2 separate regions of the Sus scrofa genome follow, and region 1 is linked to region 2. A link is a contact called in public HiChIP or PLAC-seq data. All regions are on one chromosome and are shown on one strand. The core of a region is the stretch at or near the end of the contact, and the rest is flanking DNA. Distances in the headings are between cores, read along the strand shown.

Region 1 (2,751 bases), core at 77-2,576, 130 kb before region 2:
ACCAAATGTTAGCAACAACTACATTTATAATATAATTTTTAACTTATTGAAAAAATGTTTTGGATTTGAATGACATCAAGTTTTACCATCACTAAGACATCTACATTCCAGGATACCATGCTGGAAGATACTGGAGTTTTTATATATTATTATACATATTATAGATATTATTTATATATTATGGACTATTTATATAATAATAATATATTAGTATATACGTTACATATATGTGTGTTGTACCAAAAAAGATATCCACTTTATATTCAGAGACACTCATTATTTTAACATGAATTACATTTATCTTTTTCACTAAATATGGTATGTTTGATGCTGAGATTAGGAGGGGAAAGACAGAAAATAAAAATGTGTTTCTTGGAGTTCCTGTTGTGGCACAGTGGAAACAAATCCAAATAGGAACCATGAGGTTGCCTGGCCTCGCTCAGTGGGTTAAGGATCTGGCATTGCTGTGAGCTGTGGTGTAGATCGCAGCTGTAGCTCTGATTTGACCCCTAGCCTGGGAACGTTCATATACTGTGGGTGCGGCCCTAAAAAGCCAAAAAAAAAAAAAAGTGTTTCTTTTCTGATGGTAGTTTAATACATTGTTCTGCAATTTATTACCTGGGTGGCAGTAAATACCATCCAGTGGAAACCCCGTATCTACCTGCCTCCGAGGAGTAACAAAGGGGAAGAGATCATGGGGATTGGGCAGGAAAGAGATCATAACAAACTCATAACTAACCTGCCGAGTTTCTGGAGACAGTGGGCGGTGGGCACAGCATAAAAGATGACTCCCGGAAGCCCAGAAACTTGGAATGGACTCGGGGTGGGGGAGGATTGGGAAAATGAACAGGAAACGCTGTTGGATGAGACACACTGTGTCTTCCTTCGTAGTTCAGAAAACCCCAGGGGTCGGGGATCAACATGTGTTCAGAAGAGGAACTTCAGCTAAGTGGGTCCATGCAATAAAAAGAGAAAGAAAGCTAGAGAAATGCAAGTCTGCCAACTGGGCCAGATGTCCACCGACCAGAAGCTCATCTGCTCATCTCCCATCGTCCTCTCCAGCAGGCCTTCCCTTGGAGAACCCTTGGATGGGACTGGAGGCGGAGAAGAGCAAAAAGTAAAGCTATGTAATGACAGCAACAGGTGCTCCGTAAAGAGTAACCGGGTTAACTCCAGACTCAGCCCTCCGCTGCGTCCTCCCTCCCTGTCCTCAGCTGCTCCTCGACTGAAATACTAACAACCTCGGGGTCTGTCTCCTGCCTTGGGTGCAGCTCCACCATACTCACCAGACATCATGAACACCACGTGACAGGGCTGAGCTCACTCTCCTCAGTCCTGGCCTCACTTCCTCTCCTAGAGACATTGTTCCTGTTTCTGTTCACAGTGATATCTCACTCTCAGCCATGAAAGCTCAGTCATCTTGTTCAATTTCCAGGTTCTGCCAAATTTTCTTTGAAAAGTTTTTTTTCTTCCTTTTCTGTCCCATTTCTATGTGGACCTCCCAGTTGCTATGACCTCACCCCTCCATTCTGTCTGACATACTAATGCTGGAATGTTATTCTTTAAACACTCAAAAAGATCATGCTGAAAGACTTCCAGAGACTTTATTTTGCCAATGGAATAAGGACTGCATAAGGCCACACAGTTCATTAGGGACAGAGTTATGGCTCGAGCCCAGGATTTTTTAACTTCAGTTCCAATACATTTTTCACTAAAGTATGTACACTGTATCTTAAGAATTCCACACAGGAATGCATTATTTGTCCTATTTTCTCCCCACATACTTTAGGGTTTTTTTGTACTTTGTTTCAATCTATAAGCTGTCTCAGTTCTTTCTGGAAGTAGGAGGGATCTTAAAATTTAAGTAAATTAAAACAAATATTAGTCACAACAAAAATCCTATATAAGTAGACAGATAAAATTACATCAAACAGATAGAATCTATTTTTTTTTTCCAGAGACAAATCATACTGAAAGAATTTGATTTCACATGCCATTAGCTATCTAGTGCAGATGATTTCTGATTCAGGATTCTCTCTGCACTGACCCCTGCTTCCAGGAAGAATATCTATCCTGACAACACAAGCTGGAGTTAGTTCCCAGTACGGAGCACTGACCTTTAACCTACTGGGTTTCAAGAGTATCTGGATAGCTCAAAATCTCAATATTGTAGAAGAATGGAATACCATCCATCCAGGGAATGTTGGCTAAAACTCCATTTTAGCAAAATCTAAGTTTGGGTTGGAAGCTTCTAACGAAGCTATTTCTAAAGTCTTCACTGGTCCTTAAGAGGCCTCCTACAAGGGACTTGTAGCTGACTTCAGGGCTGAGAGTCCAGGGAACTGGCAAACAAAAGCAGAGCACTGCAGGGATGTGAGCTCCATAGCTGTATCCTTGCAGATGCGCTTAGAAAAAGATGCTTTACTGAAAATCCTAAAGCAGGGCTATGCTGGGCTCAGTCTTTTGAGGACCAAAACCTTCTATAGCCAATCTTGGGCAGAGTAGTTGTCTCAACTATCAGTGGATTTGCTTCTTATGCCCATCCAGTTACAACAAATGACAAACTGGTTCCATATACAAAGCCTTTATTTGGCAATTTTCATCTTCAATGCACTTTCCAAATGTTAACTAATTAATCTGTTTGACAGTGTTCCATTTCACAGCGGTACACTGTTTATGGTCATAAATCTTTGATATTTTATTTCTGGGTTTTTTTTCCCCCTGTCTTCTTCCAAAGCCAAATGAGAGAGG
Region 2 (2,982 bases), core at 31-2,530:
ATTTTTGTCATTGATTACAAGACATAACGATGCTCTGCAGCAATGCCAAGGACTTAAAGAGGACAACACAGAAACGGGAGCAAGGCAAGAGCAACAGAGAAGTACAAGGTTGCGAGGGAGCCAGCAATGAGTGAAACGCAAACGGGTTTCCAGGGTGGTTTATCAGGACTAAAACTTGGTAAGAGCAAGTGGTGGGCTTTTGTTCACTTTCTTCTAATGGCAAAACATATAAATAACAACAGACTCATTTTGTGATCAAAAGATGACAAAAATTCCTTGGATCAAATGCCCATGGTCAGTATTCTAACAGCTTGTCCTGAGCCCAAAATGAACATGTTTATGTACCATTTATGTATCTATTCTTTCTTAATTTTCTTCTCATTGGAACTTGACTTTATGAGTTAACTCGTTTATGAATTTATGAGTAAACTCATTACTGGCTTAAGCTTGATGCCGTGTGATAAGCACTTATTGAGCACAAACTGGATTCCAACACTGTACTGGGTTCTGGTGTAAGACTTTATTACAGTCAGATAGGAAGATGATAGAACAGTGCAAGTTAGGTTATGTAAATACCACACAATAGTAATAAAGCCAATTCCTTGAGAGTTTGGAAGGAAGTGTTATGAGCAAAGAACCTGTGATGGCAGCATTCGTGTTAGACTCTGAAGGGCCAGAGAACATATCCCTTCGGAAACAAGTAGCAGAGGGCATTCCAGGCAAAAAGGACCTCAAAAGCTGGTCTGTGCATTTGGGAGAGAGGCATGCTGGTTAGCTCTGCTGGTGTCAGAGGATTTATGAATGGAATGTGGCAGGTGAGCCCAGAAAGGCAGGAGTAAGTGGACTCATGAAAAATCTGGAATGCCTGCTTAGAGTTTGGCTTTTATTCTGGAAGCCACTGGAAGCTCTGGAGTTCTTTGAGGTCAGAGCTGGCCTGGCAGAGGTGAATCTGGCAGGGCCAGATGAGTGAAAAAAAAATGCCTTTGTGGGAGGGATAGAAAAAACAAAACAAAGCGGGGCAACTCAGAGGGTTTGGAGTCGGGGGAAGGGGTAGGCAGACAGGCTTACTTAAGCGCCTCACTGGCAAAGGTCAGCGTGGCACCTCCTTCCTGGGGGAGTTTTAACCTTTTATCAGTCAGAGAAGGTGTCGGAGTTCTGTCTTGATAGAGAGACAGCTGAGCCAACGGGCCTCTCTGTCCACAGAATGAAGGGATTTCTAGAAATGAGGGTAAAGGTTTAGTCAAGACTTTTCTTCCCTTGCATATATGAGTAATCACAGGAGAATGCTTATGCTAAGCTTCTTACTTCTCAGATGCAAACACAATTCAGCTGAGCTGATTTGCAGCTTATGCCAGAAGTGTTGAGTCATCTCCCAAAACAAATAACAAGTAATTCTTTCCACATTGAACTGGAGGTTTATTCTAGAATCTGAAACACATGACTCTTATTCTCCAGTACCGAGCCCTAGGCTAGACAAACAAAGTTTACTTTTAAAAGGATCAAAATTACTTCCCAGAGCTCAAGGCCTCACTCCTTTCAAACTACTAGGTCGTCTGATGTTTGCAATATCTTGTACTTACGCGTGTCAAATATTGATGATCTCTCTTAAAATAAAATGATGTTATCAGAAAAGGCTAAGTCATTCTGTCATATTCACTTATTAGTCCAAATCCACCTTTTTTTGTTGTTGTTTCTTGTTTTTTTTTGGATGTGCCCATGACATGCAGAAGTAGTTCCCAGGCCAGCGATTAAACCTGCATCACAGCTGCAACCTGAGCAACAACAGTAACAAAGCCAAATCCTTAACCTGCTAAGCCATGAGAGAACTCCCACATGTTGGATTTTTTTTTAACTAATCGCCTTAAGGAAAGGGACTTAAGGAAAACTTAGGTAAATGAGGGGGGAAGATGTAAAGTAAGGGATCTCCTGGGAGGAGAAGACACTGACCAAGAGAAGGCATAGAGAGGGTGGAAATTCAGGAAATAAATAGCACCTGGATGCTTTCTTTGTGTTTTCAAGTCAAGTTGATGAGTATGTTGGTAAACAAATTGCTTACTCCATAATTAAACCCTTGTATGCCCTCATTACCAGAATTTAGCTAGACTCTTGGGGATATTCAGTGAGCTTGAAAGCTGTTTTCAATATTTGACTGGCTGCATATGTAAAGAGTAGATTTCTGTTTGGTACTCAGAGCATGGAGCAATAGTTGGAAACCATAGAGTTTTCTCCCACTAGAACAAAAACGCACACAAAAATACATCTCTCGCCACTGTTCAAAGAAAGGGTTGCTTCACAAGGTATTGGGTTACCTGCAGGCTGAGTAGTTATTTGGGGTTCTTTATATTGGTCTGCTGGATGAATGGGATTTAGATGTCAATTAGGTGGCTGGACCAAGGTGATCTTCGAAATCCCTCTCAACTTTGAGCGCTTTTGCTAGAAGAGTGCCAGGGACGATAAAGAGATCACATTAAGGACTTAAGCCTGAAAAAGGTGGCTAAAATAACTCACTATGCTTTATACATCTTCGCTAAGTGATGAATTGGAGAGACGCAATAACTCTTGACTGCCATCCGAAGGGTAAGAGGAAGGGTAGGATTATATATAGTGCCAAGAGGAAGTATAACGAGAAATAAAACCATGAAATTTACTAAAGAAAAACTGGAGGATGGGAATTAGAAACATTTTTTCAAATTAGAGCTTCAAAATCTAATGTGTTTTGGCACTGCCTCCCAAGGGCAGCCACAGAAACCCCTTTGAAGAGCTCTGCACAGCCTCGGCTGGAACGATTTAAGCATCATGCCCTTTAGAAAATAAAGAGCTTTTTCTGGAGGACAGGGAGGGAAGGATTGTACAATTTCTCTTCAACACAAAGTATTCTGATGTGAGGATTTCTCTTTAGGTCTATCCCCCACAGACCATGTCTTCTGTCAACAGGCTGCAGGCAGCCCCAGGCTTGCTTGCGTCCACATGCGGAGGCTGTGT

What was found. HiChIP or PLAC-seq counts read pairs in DNA pulled down with a chosen protein or histone mark.
Region 1: a contact with region 2 is called in an H3K27ac HiChIP or PLAC-seq map of skeletal muscle. The contact joins two enhancer-like sites. A contact is called at or near these places in 4 of 47 Hi-C or Micro-C datasets (adipocytes, brain, embryonic fibroblasts and 1 more) and 1 of 2 datasets of contacts at active chromatin or transcription factors (skeletal muscle).

What each region holds. Positions count from the first base shown.
Region 1 is chr1:11,530,591-11,533,341 of Sscrofa11.1, reverse strand. No RefSeq gene overlaps it. Among named protein-coding and RNA genes, the nearest start is that of TFB1M, 34 kb to the left of the region's middle. Within about 2 kb of position 1,326, at least 25 of the 83 cell types and tissues checked have an H3K27ac peak or open chromatin away from gene starts, as enhancers often do. A contact at or near this core is called in skeletal muscle, where this site is marked.
Region 2 is chr1:11,399,204-11,402,185 of Sscrofa11.1, reverse strand. No RefSeq gene overlaps it. Among named protein-coding and RNA genes, the nearest start is that of NOX3, 43 kb to the left of the region's middle. Within about 2 kb of position 1,280, at least 31 of the 83 cell types and tissues checked have an H3K27ac peak or open chromatin away from gene starts, as enhancers often do. A contact at or near this core is called in skeletal muscle, where this site is marked.